Linked DNA regions of Sus scrofa: region 2 is linked to region 1. The links are chromatin contacts, called in public HiChIP or PLAC-seq maps. All regions are on one chromosome and are shown on one strand. Each heading gives the region's core, a stretch centred on a gene start, on an enhancer-like site or on the middle of the called end of the contact. The rest is flanking DNA. Distances are from core to core; before and after follow the strand shown. Region 1 holds the start of TMED10 (transmembrane emp24 domain-containing protein 10). Region 2 has its middle 17 kb from the start of FOS.

Region 1 (7,784 bases), core at 241-2,740:
CTTCCATATGCCCTGGGTGTGGCCCTAAAAAAAAAAAAAAAAAAAAAAGTAATTTAAAGGTAAAAACCACACAGGTATTTCATGGGTTTGCAAATCTCTTGCTGATGGTCGGCAAAGCCTCAGGACTGAGAGTAAACAGGGAATTAGATAACTGCTTGGTATTGATCCTCCCCCCACCCTCCCCAGGGAAAAAGCTAATGGCCAATGCAAATTACCAGGGTGTTCTGAATAAATTACCATCGGTATCTTAGATGAGGGATAAAATAGTCAAACTAAATGTTCCTAAGTGGACACCTCATAAAATAATTATTATATGACATTTGTCAAATTTTAAAATGCTTTACAGCTCTTTTGTTTGTTCTTGTTTTGTTTGTGGGATTTCAGTTCCAGGAAATAGTCTGAAAGGAGTTATAAACACAGAACAACTGTTTAATTTGTTAAAAGCATACAGTCCATCTTCTTGGTATTTCTGTAGATGCTCAATAAACATGAATCAAAGTAGATAATTCTAAACATAGGCTGATGAGTACTTTTTCAACTTCCTACTTTCTTCAGCTCTGAATATTTTATAGCATCCCCCTAATGGTTTGTTGACTCAATAAACATGTCAGTAGGCATGCATGGGATAGTGTCTGGCACATAGTAGGTAGTCAATAAATATTTGTTAAACAAAAGCATGCATGATTACCATGTAGGTTTCCTTACTACGGACTTGCCAATTTGATCCCTAAAGTGTTTTAAACATTTAAAACACATCAATACTTGGCTTCCCTGGACAATGCTTATCTGGTAAAACACATTAGGTCCATCTCCAACACTGGACTAAAAGCGTGTTTTATTCAATTTAAATACAGAATCCAAATTTAGTTTGAATACCACCTAGCATAGTAGGTGCTTAATGTCTGTTACATAAGATGCATATTCAGAAATCAGTTACTCCAGCCCAAATACCCCAGCTCAGGGGCATGAACTGGACGGTTCCAGCTCACATTCACCAGGCGACCTCTACTCCTTCTCTGAGGTTCTGGCTCCTGCTCGCTTAATAGCCAGATTGCAAATTTTCCTCGGCCTCTTGAGGTCTTCCTCTCGAGCGCTCAAAGTCCCAACGGTCACCACGTCACTGGGACGGCACCTACTCTGCCTGCATCTCCGCCCCCTCCGGGTGCTCTCCGGAGGTCGGAAGGCGGGCCCAGCAATTGGCATTGTGGCTGTTTCCTATTGGGGCTTAGTTGCTATGGTATCACAGACCATTAAAACTTCAGGGCACTACTTCCGGAATTTAAAGGAGAATTACTTCCAGGGCTGCCCATACTTGCTATGGCTGACTGAGCTTAACAAAAACGAAACTTTTCGGGGAAACGTCTGGGAAATCTCATTTAACCACGTTAATCTGTGAGTACGATATGTTATCATATCCCCACTTCCCTTTAAAAGACTTACTGTACATTTTTAATCTATTTGCCAGCCTCCAAAATGGCGCCGGCAGTATTGAAAGGTCAGAGGTGAGTTACGTGGGCCCTCCCGGTTCCGGCGCGATACAGGCCCACGGTGGTGAACAGTCTCCGGCACCATGTCTGGCTTGTCTGATCCACAAGCCCTGCGTGGCCCTTGCCCGCTAGCGTTGCTGCTTTTATTCCTGCTCGGCCCCAGCTCCGTCCTCACGATCTCCTTCCATCTGCCCGTTAATTCCCGCAAGTGCCTCCGCGAGGAGATCCACAAGGACCTGCTGGTGACGGGCGCGTACGAGATCACCGACCAGTCTGGGGGCGCTGGCGGCCCGCGCACCCACCTCAAGGTGCGACCGTCGGGGGCGAGGGGCGGGGAGGATACACCACAGGCGTCGGCGCGGTGGCGGAGAACCTGGGGAGTCTTGCAGATTGAGGTCTGGAGGGCGGCCTGGCCTCCCCGAGCGCTCGGGGCGAGCCGCCGAGACCGCCCCCTCATCCTCCTCGTTGGCGTTCGCTGGGCGGGGCTGGGCGCCAAAGCCGGGAACCCATTGAAGGGCCGCCAGGCCTTGGCGGATGTGGTGACAGTTGAGCTGCAGTGGCTTCGACTTTGGGTCGTTGTCGTGGCCCTATACCTGTTTTGGTCTTAAGTACCTTGAACTGTAACTTGGTTCTCCAAAGAAATCTATGGATGCCGAGTGTTTGTGGGGACCAGCATCCTAAGACACATTGATACCTGCAGGAAAATAATGGAAGCATTTAAGCGAGCTGTGAATAGTAAAAGCTGTTATTTCTTGAGCATTAGCCGTGTGTCAGGTTCTGTACTGTACATACATTTAGTTCGTACATTACCCTGTGTAGTAGGTACTATTGACCTCATTTTACACAATTGAGGCTCAGAAGTTGGAGAACAAACTGGTGATTCTTAGTTTAGGAGTTGAGTAAAGTGACGGAAAAGTGCTGCAATCTTAGACTCTCCTTGCCTTTTATTTGTAATTCCTGTGATTGATTCAAGTCCATTATTGGTCACGAAATGGTCTCAGTCTCTTGTACTTTTCTTTCCCGTACCCCAGAATCTGGACTTGGCCAAGTTTTGTGTAAATTTTAACTATACTCTTGGACAGCTATTACCAATTATGTCACTTTGGTCCCATATTGCAGTTAGAATGACCAGGCCTCCTCTTTGAAACCTTAACATGATTTGATATCTCTTAAGATTGGGTTTTGTTTTAGGTGGTTTTATTCATTTGCAGTAAGCATGTGGGGGTTTTGTTTGTTTGGCCTGCTGGGGCATGTGGAAGTTTCTGGGCCAGGGATCAAACCCTCCAGACAAAGCTGTAACAGAGCCACTGTAGTGACAACAGCTGGATCCTTAACCAGCTGTGCCACAAGGGAACCCCATATGGGGTTTTTTTTTGTTTGTTTTTAACAGTACGGGTCTTGAACTAAATAGGAAGAAACATTTTTACGTTTTAATAGAGCTTTAAGTACATAAGCTTAAAGTATTGGAGGAATTCCCATCGTGGCGCAACGGAAATGAATCTGACTAGGAACCATGAGGTTGTGGTTCGATACCTGGCCTTGCTCAGTGGGTTAAGGATCTGGAGTTGCTGTGAGCGATGGTATAGGTCGCAGATGTGGCTCGGATTTGATGTGGCTTAGGCCGGCAGCTGTGGCTCCAATTAGACCCCTAGCTTGGGAACCTCCATATGCAGCAGGTGCAGCCCTAAGAAGCTAAAAAAAAAAAAGCTTAAGGTATTGGAATGCAATAGTCATAATAGATGCAATTTCTTACTTAAACTTTGAGAGATGAAAAATTATAGGACTGTTGCATAATGACTGAGGCTTTTATTTCTGTCTAGCCAAGAAAACCATGATGGCGTGATTTTAGAGGCTTAGGTGCAACAATTTGGGGATCACGCTTCTGGCTCGATTCTATGTATGTAGTGCATAGGATCAGAGAATTTTAGCAGTGAAAGAGACTTTATTCTCATCTCTCGTGTTGCCCCCTCTGATTTGTACTTACATTTTAAAACCTTCCAGAGGCTCACTATTCCTTATCTGGTAAAGTTTAAATTTCTCAATAGGAGTTCCCGTTGTGGCGCAGTGGAAACAATCCACTAGTATCCATGAGGATGCAGGTTCGATCCTTGGCCTCACTCAGTGGGTTGGGGATCCAGGATTGCTGTGAGCTGTGGTGTAGGTTGCAGACGTGGCTCAGATCCATTGTTGTGGCTGTGGCATAGGCCAGCAGCATATGTTATTTGATCCCTAGCCTGAGAACCTCCATATGCCACAGATGTGGCCCTAAATAAAAAGCAAAAAAAAAAAAATAAATAGATTTCCCGGTATACTCTGTAGTGCTCATTATCTGTTCCTGAAACTGTAACTGCTTTGCCGCTCCCCGCTTTGCATTTTACATATGCGCCATCCTGAACAGTACCCTAAACTCAACATATTTTCATCTTAAATTGTAATTACTTGTATCTTGTCTTCCTTATTAGACCATTAGTATCCTGAGGGCAAGAATTTTATTCATGTTCATATTTTTCAGAATGTCAAACATACCACCTTGCTTCCAGGAAGCTCTTAATACAGGGAGCACATAGTGTAGCATGGTCTTATGGGTGTTACGTCTGTATCCGAGGCTGCTGAAGGACTTAAGCAGCAGAAGTCTGTGCACCTGCATTGCAGGCATTTTGCCATCAGTTATGTCTGCTCTTTTCTTCTGCTACCAACCAGCTTAATTGGACTACTCCTGGGGCCTTAACTCAAATGCTAAGTCGGTAACATAAATGAATGATTTGGGCCAGCTATAAGAAAAACAGCAGGAGTGGGAGTTCTCTTCTTGGCTCAGCGGTTAACAAACCTGACTAGTATCCATGAGGACTCAGGTTCAGTCCCTGGCCTTGCTCAGTGAGTTATGGATCTGGCATTGCCGTGAGCTGTGGTGTAGGTTGGCAGCTCTAGCTCAGATTTGACCCCTAGCCTGGGAACTTGGCATATGCCGTGCATACAGCTCTAAAAAGAAGAGAGAGAGAGAGAAAGACAGACAGACAGCAGTGATGATAAATGGGGGATAATTGGAAGTTGTGAAAACTCAATTTGAAGTAGTTAGTACTCATCTCTTTATGTGGGCCTTGTTGCCATATCTGATTTTTCAAAAAACCAGAAATCCTGTTTTTTGTTTGTTTGTTTTTGTCTTTTCAGGGCCACACCGCAGCATATGGAAGTTCCCAGGCTAGGGGTTGAATCAGAGCTGCAGCTGCTGGCCTACACCACAGCCACAGCAACATCAGATCTGAGCCATGTCTGGGACCTACAGCACAGCTCACAGCAACACTGAATCCTTAACCCACTGAGAGAGGCCAGGGATCGAACTTGGGTCCTCACCAATACTAGTCAGATTTGTTTCTACTGAGCCACACTGGGAACTCCCAGAAATCCTGATTTTGATGTGAAAGCTCCTGGTTTTTAGAATCTTGCCACACTTATTTCATCTTAACTGCCTCTTTCTTCTCATTTGGTTTTAAAGTAAATCCTAGATGTCATGGTATTTCAGTCCTGCATACTTCAGCCTGACTTTCTTTTAAAAATGTGAATTTAATCACAGTGTTCTGTGGCTATAATCATACCTCGAAAAATTAGCAGTAATTCCTTAATGTCATCTAATGATACCCACTTCATATTCAGATTTCTCCACTTGTCTCAAAAATATCTATTTAAAATTAAGTTGCATCTCTCAAGTCTCTTTATAATCTAGAGCAGTCCATTCTTTCCCTCCTCCCCCTTTTTTATATGCCTCCAATTGTATTGTTGGTCGGTAGTCCTTAAAGAATGTCCTATATTTTATGGAGTTCCTGTTTCGGCTCAGCGGTAATGAATCTGACTGGTATCCATGTGGATGCCGGTTCAGTCCCTGGCCTTGCTCAGTGGGTGGGGGATCCAGTGTTGCCACGAGCTGTGGTGTAGGTCACAGACGAGGCTCAGATTCTGGGTTGCTGTGGTTGCGTTGTAGGCTGGCAACTGCTGCTCTGGTTGGACCCCTAGCCTGGGAACTTCCATATGCCATAGGTGCAGGCCTGAAAAAAGAAAAAAGACTGCTGCACAGAATTGAAGCAGGGCATATCAATTAATCATCCATAGTGAATATAGATGTTTCCTCATTACTTTAGGCCTATAATAAAAGCCTGTTGTAGGGACTCAGAATCTGTGAAAAACCACATTTTTATAAAGACTAGATGATACCATAATAGTTTAATGGACTCCAGTACCATTTATTATTTAGAATGCTTGTTAATAGTGAAAATTGGAGGATGAATTAATTTTGGGGGATGAGATATTGCTAAGGATGATTTAGCTTTTGGAAATATTACAGAAAGAAAAAAAGCAGTTGTGAGGAGATGCCATTATCATCCCCAGAAAGAAAAGAAAAGTCTGATGGTAATGAAATCATCTAATTGGTTTAACTTTTTTTTCATTGTCATTTTGCAAGAGTGCTATTGCTAATTAATAATTCATTTTGCTAAATGGGATTATTTGTTATTTGGATATTACACTCAGTTATGGTCCCTGTGTTTCCCAGCTAGCTTACAGATGAGAAAGCCAAACAGATCATTTGAAGAGTTCAGCCTTGAGTCATAGGCCTATCACGTGTTAAGCCTCAAAATCATCAAGAAATATTTTGGCAGTTGGGAAACCATTGGCTTATATTTTTTTTCCCCACTAAAAGCTATATTAAAAGATTGTGTGTGTGTGTGTACACATGCGTGCACACTATAGTTTCGATCAATTTTGTTTGGAGCTCTTATACTTAGCTCATGATTGCTGTTGGTGTATTGAGGGCTGATCTTTTTCTATTAAGAAAAATATCCCATTTTCAAATTTACATTTGATGTGGACTCTTGTCCAGTGGGTTAGAAACAGGTCAGTAAATAGGTGGTTTAACACATCTAATGTACTGATGATTTAATAATATACTAATGGTTGGATACATGGAAATTTAATAATACTAACATCTGGTTTATTTTTGTATTGTATACAAATTTCTAGCTTTAAATTAAAACCTGACCATATGTTTCCTTCTCCAGAAAAGTTAAACAGTATGTTACTTTATTTAAATCTCTCTTGTTCAGCAGTTGTCCACAGCCTTCTCTATTTTCAGCTGATCTAGAGAACAGGGCTGCTTAGAATTTGAAATTGTTATACCATATTTTTATGATGACTTCTGAAGACTGAGTCTAGTTTCTAGGAAAAGGGGACAGATTTATGAAGGTAGTCTAGTGGGGTACAGTGACTTCTGTGCTGTTTCCTGTGTGATTTGCTGACTGGTGGTTGATTGTGAGCCCTGGCCCCCATGTACATATGCAGCCTGGCTGCCTGGACAGTAGAGCCCTCTGTGTAATCAGCCAGCTGGCCACAGACCAGAATTTGGGCTCCCAAACAAGCCTACGACTTGAGGGAGGTTGATGTCATCTGCTTTATCCTGTGCCCCCAACCTCATTGTTCAACACAACGTGTGGGAAATCAAGGGACTAGTTGTTAAGAAAGAACAAGGCTTTGTTTGTGTCTAAAAGGGTCACGCTGGAGGTTTTTTACCGTAAATAACTTTGGAACAGTATGAAAAAAAACATTTGATCTGGCTTCACCCCCGCAGTAGTATTGTTAGAGCAGCAACTGGTCTTTCCTTCTCATTCCCCTCCCTTCCTCCCTCTCTTTCTCCAGCTTTCTCCTCCTCACCTCCCCCCCCCGCCGAAATTCCCTCACTCTTGCCCCCCAGTCAAGTGTGACGCATTGGCTTTGTCGAGTTAATGTAGTAAATGCTGATAGAAGCAGGAAGAGAGCATCTATCCATTATCATACCAGTGCCTGGAAATTTTCCATGTCTGGTTTTCAACATTTCTACAAGCCTCCTTAATCAGGACTTCTGTGCTATGCTATGCCATTGCTGAATTATGTTGGAAATTTGAAAGAATTTAGTGTTGCTAATTGCTGCTTAGGGCTTTTCTGAGTTTGACTTCGTTCTGGGTGAAATCTAGATATAATTCCCTGATTCCAGGGGTGCCATTGGTAGACTCAGTACTTGGCTCTTGTTTGAAAGATCAGGGTAAATTTGTTTTATGGCGATTAAATGTAGCTTCTAGGCTATCAGAGTTGTCCATGTTCTTCATGTCTGAGGACAGTGGGGGCTTGTGGTAGCCTTTTGAAAGTATTTCCAGGAGTTCCCGTCATGGCTCAGAGAAACGAATCTGACTAGTATCTATGAGAACACCGGTTCCATCCCTGGCCTCACTCGGTGGGTTAAGGATCCAATGTGGCCATGAACTGTGGTGTAGGTCA
Region 2 (7,761 bases), core at 4,844-7,343, 100 kb before region 1:
GCGCCTCCACTTCAATTCGACCCCTAGCCTTGGAACCTCCATATGCCACAAGTGCAGCCCTAAAAAGATGAGAGAGAGAGAGAGAGAATGAGAGAGAATTTGGGGTGTTTTAAAATTCCTGCAGGCTGTTGGTAAATGCTTGTCATGCTCCTACATGGCCACAAGAGGGCGCAGCAGCTCAACCTTAACTGTGGGACTCAATGGTGTGTACAGCAGAAAAGGGCTGTAGTCTGGAAGGCTTGCTGCTCAGAGTGGTCCTGGAACCAACAACATGGGTATGACCTGGGAGTTGTTAGAGATGCAGAGTCCTAGGCCTGACCCTAGGGAGGACCCTAGCCCCCCAGAATCAGAAAGAATGTTAAGAAGATCCCCAGGTAATTTATACACACATTTAAGTTTGAGAAGCACTGGTTTAAAGTTTCTAGTCTTAGAAAGGGAATCACTGGAGTTCCTGCTGTAGCTCAGCAGATTAAGAACCGAACATAGTCTCCTTGAGGATGCAGGTTTGGTGTCTGCCCTCACTCAGTGGGTTCAGGATCCAGTATTGTCTTAAGCTGCACTGTAGGTCACAGATGCAGCTTGGATCTGGCATTGCCATGGCTGTGGTGTAGGCCGGGAGCTGCAGCTCTGATTTGATCCCTAGCCCAGGAAATTCCATATGCCTTGGGTGTGGCCAGCCCTAGGGGGAAAAGAGGGGCGGAATCCTGGAGTCCTCTTGTGGGGCAGTGGGTTAAGAGTCTGGTTTCGTCACTGCAGTGGCTCAGGTTGGTGCTATGGTGTGGGTTCAATCCTTGGCCCAGGAATTTCCACATGCTGAAGAAAGAAAGAAAGAAAGAAAGAAAGAAAGAAAGAAAGAAAGAAAGAAAGAAAGAAAGAAAGAAAGAAAGAAAGAAAGAGAAAAGGAAGCCTGCTTTCCTGAAGACATAAATGGGAGAGGAGCTAGCATAGGCATTCCTTGCAGTTCCCAAGTCTCTTGCTCCTTCAGCCCACCAGCCAACATCAATTAGGATGCGTCTAAAGCCACAGGAGGGGTGTAAAGTCATTTTACAGGTCACAAATGAACTGGCTTGGTCTTCTTCCATTTCAGTAACTGTTAGCTGAGTGTCTCCTATGTGCCTGGCATCAGGGATACAAGAATGAGCAAAAAGCAGCCCCAGATCCTGCCCTCATGGAGCTTTCAGCCTAGTAAGGTCACCAAGGGTAAATACAAAGACACATAGCTACACACCTTGACCTCGCTGTGCGAGTACAGAGGGCCATGACACAGTAACCGCAGGAAGGGGGCAGGTTGATACCGAAAGGTCTGGGGAGGCCCCTCTGAGGAAGGAGTTTAAGCTTGGGATCTGAAGGCTACTTTGGAATTAGCCAGGAAGAGTGGGCGTTCCTGGCAGGGGAAACAGAATGGACAAAGTTCAGCCAACAGGGCGGAACGTGGGCACTCAAGGAACTGAAAGAAGACTGGCCTGGAGTGATGCAACGTGGGGCTGGGAGGAAGGCAGGAAGTAGCCTCTCAGGGCCGGGGACCTGAAGACACAGGCTACACCTCAGATCTTACAGACGTGGCCTCCGAGACTGCACAGGGCCCTGCACCTTGCTGTGTCCAAGGGTCCCTGCTCCACATGGCCCGTGAGGACATCTCACCCGTCCATGGGGCTCCCATTCCCCCCAAGCCCACGCGGTCCTCCGCTAGCCTTTCCTCAGCCCATCCCCACCCCAGCCCCTTCTCTCTCACTTGTCCACATCCACCCTCCACTCCCAGCATCTTACCCCTTCACCATCTAAACCTGCTCGAGTTCTCTCCCTAACTTTCCCAGGCAACTAGATCTCCATTTCAAGAGAATTTCTTCCCCTGAAGAGAAGACAAGCCATAAATCAGAAACAATCACCATTTACCGAGGGCTCATCCTTGACACATGTTTTTTCCATCCAGTCCTCATGACAATCCCATTCCATGGTTCTAATCACTCCAGTTTTACATTTCAGGAAATTAAAGCTCAGAGAGGGTACGTCATTTCCTCAAGATTGCACAGCTAGAAACTGATTGAGCCAATACTCCCTTCTCATTCGTAACAGAGGCTGTGCACTGTCCTACATGACACGGAACTGACGGCACGGCTACATCTCAAAAGCCTTAAAAAGGAGAACACTCTTGGCCCACCTCGAATGAAATAACCTCAGATGTGTACCAAAATTTAGCCACAAAGGTATCTGCAGCCTTGCCTATCATAGCAAAACAAACAAACAAACAAAACTTAGAAACAACCCGAAGGTGTAACAAGATAGGATTGGTTTAATTGTTGGATGTTTATAACTAGAATCCTATGTGACTAGCTATTAAAATGATCTCGGAGGAGTTCCTGTTGTGGCACAGTGGAAACGAATCCGATTAGTGACCATGAGGTTTCGGATTCGGTCCCTGGCCTTGTTCAGTGGGTTAGGGATCTGGCGTTGCCATGAGCTGTGGTGTAGGTCGAAGACATGGCTCAGATCCCTGTGTTGCTGTGGCCCTGGTATAGACCGGCCACTGTAGCTCCAGTTAGAGCCCTGGCCTGGAAACCTCCATATGCCACAGGTGCGGCCCTAAAAGACAGAAGCCAAAAAAAAAAGTAAAATAAAACCATCTTGTAGAAAAGATCAAAACTATTGGCAGTGGTTATCTCTGTGAAGGGATTATAGGTAATTTTTATTTTCTTTATTTCAATAATCTGAATTGTCAAAGGTTGTACCACGAACATCTCTTTCTTTCTCTCTCTCTTTCTTTCTTTCTTTCATGTGGAAGATCCTAGGCCAGGAATCGAAGCCACGCCACAGCAGCAACCCAAGCCACTACAGTGACAACGCCAGATCCTTAACCTGCTGTGCCACCAGGGAACTTCATGAGCATCTCTTTTGGAAAGGGAGGGAGAAGCAAAAAAAAAAAAAAAAAAATCAGGAGTCATTCAAGTTTTGTGCCTTTCTATTTATTATTGTTACCTATGAAAAAAAAACAAGCATACTGTTCTGCTGTGAACATTTCAAAAACATCTTTATTACAAAAGCAATATGTGTGCTCGCCAAAGACAAAAAATCAGAGAGTACAAACCAGTAAAAAGAAGAAAGTGAAAAACACACTCCTTCCTCCCCAGAGACAACCCACGTTAGCCCCTTCGTGACTCTCCACAAGCTGAGTTTCTCAAGATTCTTTCTACCTTTGAGTTCTGCTCCAGGTGCTGGTCCCTGGGGGCCCCTGGGCCAGGACTGGAAACACAAGTTGGGCAGGAGGCTCGCAGGTTCCTCCGTGATGCCCGAACAACTCCCAGAACTGTAAGAAATGACAACTCACAGAGCGTGGACCCCGGCCTGTCCAGGAGCACACAACCCCTCGGGGGTCAATGGGGACAAGCGCCATCAAGCGTGGGCCCCGAAAGCGTGCTTCCCCACACGTTTGGGATTGCAACACTCTGTCACTGCTGGATTGTGCAACCCTCCTTCCCCCTGCTCGAAGAACTCCAAAGAGCTTTTGTACATTCCCTTCAGTACCTTTCCTGCGGCTGAAGGGATCAAAGGTCACCTTGGCTGGAAGAGCAGTATAACCCTCCTCCCCCGACCCCTGGGATAATTGCTGGCCATCCCTCTGGGGTGGCCCGGGTCAGGGCTGCGAATGGCAGCTTGGGGGAGCTGTGTGGGCAGGTCCTGCCGTGAGGGAGGCCCCACCAGGCCTGGGAGGCTAGCTCCCCAGGGCAGGACGTCTCTGGGCCTTTCCACACACACTCTCCACAACAGCAGGCTTCCAGGGTCTGCCCTGCCCTCCTCGTCTTCTTTCACGAAAGTCTCCCCCCCTCCCACCCCTACCCCAGGAGGAGGGGCCTCGGGCTGCCAGCACCTGGCCCTGCTGGGACCACACCCTCCGCGCAGCCCTCAGGCCGAAAATGTTCCTAGAGCTGCTGTGCAGGCCACACCATTCCTGCTTTCTTCCAACGTCACGCTATCGAGTCAGGGCCCAGACCCAGGGCCTACCCTGCCCCACCCGAGCTCCAGGAATCGAGCCAGTCTCAATGCTCGTCAACAGGTTCACTCATTCTTGAAACCCCAAAGATTTTGTTTGGGGGCTTTTTTGGCATTGTTCTGTTTTGTTTAGCCATGCCCAAAGGGTGGGGAAGTTCCAGGGCCGGGGATGGAACCCACGCCATATCAACCCACATCACAGTAGTGACAATGCTGGATCCTTAACCCACTGAGCCACCAGGGAACTCCGAAACCTCAAAGATTTTGGAGACTCTCTTCTCCTTTATACCTGGCTCCTCTCATAGGCAAGAATAGAGCTTCTGTTTACTAAACTCCTGATATGCCCAGCATTTTATAAGCATGGAATGCACACAACAGTTTTGGGGGTAGACACAATTGTCCCCACTTCACAGATGAGAAAACTGAGGCTCCAAGAAGTAGAGTGCTCTGCCCAAAGTCAAACGATTAGTAACAGGAGTTCCCGTCATGGCACAGTGGTTAATGAATCCAACTAGGAACCATGAGATTGCGGGTTCGATCCCTGGCCTTGCTCAGTGGGTTAAAGATCCGGCGTTGCCATGAGCTGTGGTATAGGTCACAGACACAGCTCGGATCCCGCGATGCTGTGGCGTAGGCTGGTGGCTACAGCTCTGATTAGACCCCTAGCCTGGGAACTTCCGTATGCTGCAGGAGCAGCCCTAGAAAAGGCAAAAAGACAGAAAAAAAAAAAAAAAAAAAAAAACAATTAGTAACAGAGACAGGACTCCACCCAGACCTGCGTGACCACAGCGATCACACACTGCTCAGGAAGGTCAGTGCCCAAGGGAACAAAGATCACATCTGAGAGTTCCCATGGTGACACAGTGGAAACGAATCCGACTAGCATCCATGAGGACACAGGTTCAATCCCTGGCCTCGCTCAGTGGGTTAAAGGATCTGCCATTGCCATGAGCTATGGTGTAGGTCAAAGATGCAACTCGGATCTCACCTTGCTGTGGCTGTGGCATAGGCTGGCTCCGATTCGACCCCTAGCCTGGGAACCTCCATATGCCACTAGTACAGCCCTAAAAAAGGCCAAAAAAAGAGAGAGAGAGAGATCATATCATCTTCCCTCATTCCATTTACAAGACAGCTAAAATGGAAAATAGATTGATAAACTGTTCGATGGCCCTTCCTTTTGTGCCAGGCACTATTTTGCACTTTGCAAATATCATCTCCATTTACCCTCCCCATATCGCTAAGAGATGGGTGGTTCTTTTTTCAGAGGAGAAAATTGAAGCACAGAGGAGAGAGTAAACTTGCCTGAGGCCACACAGCAAGTGATGCATCTGCCTAGACCTGACTCTAGAGGCTCTGCTGCCAGAAGCAGATCCCAAGAACAGGGCCCCCCGCCCCCCCCATGCGCCCCCCAATTCTCTGTCCTTTGACCTTCCTGTGTCTCCACCCTCCTCATCTGGCAGTCCATTTCACACTTCCCCATCCCTCTCTGGGGGTGGTTCTCTTGTGAAATTACTTTGTGAAACTGCATCTTGTGCAAGGCCGTCTAGATCACTACCTAGATTTCCCCAAAGAACTGAGAAGAAGGTTTATCGAAGCAAAGGCTTGGCGTTGCGTCTATGGAAATCAATCAATTACTTCATTCACCATCACAGGGTTGAGAGCACGTCTTGTCCCCAGACACACGGTGGGCATGATGGAGGTCTATGACACCCAGAACCTGGCCTCCACTCTCAAGGAAACAACAGTAAAGACAGCATGTCTGTGCACGGCAGTATTTCATAAGATACAGAGGAGAGGAGTCAGAAAAGTTGTTAACAAAGGAAGCGGAATTTGAAATAGCGTTTGAAAGAAGGGGCAAGCTTTGGCTAGCAGGAAGGGAAAAAAAGCAGTCCAGGCAAGAGAAACAAGAGAAGCGTGTTCTCTGTCCAAATAAACCAGATGCTCAGAAATAAACTAAAGAGAGGAAAATCTGGGACTGAGGTTTTTCTGCCAAGTTTTGCTATTTCCATCAGGGTAAACAAAGAAAATCTTTTCCCCCAGCCCTGCTGCCGTTACTGGAATTGGAGAATGTCCACCAGGGGGCAGAGCTGCCACTTCTGCTGCTAGAGCCCCAAGTGCAATCAAGCGAGAAAGGCGAAGGGTCCCAGACTCTTCAAATCTACCGGGTGGCTGGGATGGCCCGGGCCGATCCGTGGGCATCAGTCTTCTCGGTCTGAGCTTCCAAGGAGCAGAAAAGGGGTTTCCATCAGGCTACAGATGCCTTCTGCTATCGTCTTGACTGAGAAAAACTTAATGGGAGGCTTTCGTAACTTTGAAAAATGACCAAGTGCTTGTCTAAGACTGGTTGCAGGACAGCCAACTCAGGTTCTCTGGACGAGGGGAGCCATTCCAGCCACTGGGAGGGGGAATGCGTGTGGTTTGGGGGGACTACACACCTCCTGACCATCACCCCCAGGCCCTAGGGTTATGCTGAGGGCTATATGGGGCAGTAGGCTGCTACTGGCACCCTTTAGGAGTCCTGAAGTCAGTATTTAGCCTTACTGTACATTCCACTATCTGAGCCAGGCAACAGGGTCCTGAAGCCACAAGAACAGAGGGGGTTAGAGGTGAGGTGGAAGAAACACTAGTTTGAAATGCCCGAAATCTTGACATTTATCTCTCTAACTAGCTGTGCAAGTTTGTAGGGCTGAACCAATTTCTCTGTCTCAGTTCCCCCATTTGTAAAATTCAAAGGCTGAATTAAAGGAATATTATCTGATGTGCGTTCTAGCTCTGAAATTATGAAAAGCGCACACTCCTTGGGCCAGAAGAACTGAGGAATGGGCAGGGGTTAGAGCGGGGGCGGAGCTGGGGGGGGGGGCGTGGGATTTGCAACCAAGCATCTTGAAGAGTTAATCCCACACCCGCAGTCGGCTCCCCCAGCAGTGGCCACTGCGGCACTGCCCGCCCCACCCCCGCCCTCAAGGCCAGACGGCACACACCCACGGCTCCCTCCGAGACTTCTGGAATCTCACTACATTCCTCCCAGGAATGTTTATTGCCCTTTACATCTGCAAATCGCTATACATCAGCAACCCTGCTGCGCGATTATTAATCATCGCGGCAATATTCCTTCTTCCGCCTGTAAGAGGAATTGCGGGGGTCTGGATTTATGAAGGTGAAATCCGAAGGTAATTTGCCTGATTCATTCAATTACCAGCTAACTACAGTTAATCAAGTGCCTAGTATGAGCAAGGCACAGAGAGACTCATAAATCCAATTACTATGGGGTTCCGAATTGAGGGGTCCGAAGTGTAAGGGTCTTCAAAGAACCTCACTGATATTTCACTATGTCATGCCCCCCATCAATTAAAAAGTGACGGATGATCTCCCCTTTCAAGCTTGATGACACTGGGCCCCACCCCCACAGTTCATTTTACCAGGCTAGGTACCTGGAAGTGACCTTCCCAAGGTCACTTATCCCCCAAGGCACAGCAGTCATCCCAAAACCTCAGTCTTCAAAGCTTTCCACTGGGCCATGGGAGAATTTTAAAATCAAGCCTATAAAATGTAATATGGAGTGAGGCGAGGGATGGCTGTTTCCATGATTTCCGGGCACAGAGTGAGAAAATCGTGATCCCAGCTCACCCACCCAAAGCAGACGAGACAGCCCAAATCTTGGCTGCAGCCTTAACAAGACAAGATATGTTTGGGACCCCTGCGCTCATCTATCAGTCATCCACGCCCTCCCTCGGGGTCCCCATCGCCACCGCCCCTCGCCTCCGTTCAGGTCCCAGG

Evidence for each region. HiChIP or PLAC-seq counts read pairs in DNA pulled down with a chosen protein or histone mark.
Region 2: an H3K27ac HiChIP or PLAC-seq map of skeletal muscle shows a contact between it and region 1. The contact joins the enhancer-like site here to the promoter of TMED10 in region 1. A contact is called at or near these places in 2 of 5 promoter capture datasets (fetal skeletal muscle and skeletal muscle), 11 of 47 Hi-C or Micro-C datasets (blood, embryonic fibroblasts, fibroblasts and 5 more) and 2 of 2 datasets of contacts at active chromatin or transcription factors (alveolar macrophages and skeletal muscle).

Annotation. Positions count from the first base shown.
Region 1 is chr7:98,356,358-98,364,141 of Sscrofa11.1, reverse strand. It overlaps TMED10 (transmembrane emp24 domain-containing protein 10), which reads left to right and starts at 1,490. Exons shown (of 5, transcript XM_001926711.5): 1 at 1,490-1,795. The coding sequence starts at 1,571.
Region 2 is chr7:98,462,548-98,470,308 of Sscrofa11.1, reverse strand. No RefSeq gene overlaps it. Among named protein-coding and RNA genes, the nearest start is that of FOS, 17 kb to the right of the region's middle. Within about 2 kb of position 6,093, at least 42 of the 83 cell types and tissues checked have an H3K27ac peak or open chromatin away from gene starts, as enhancers often do. A contact at or near this core is called in alveolar macrophages, fetal skeletal muscle, liver and 4 more, where this site is marked.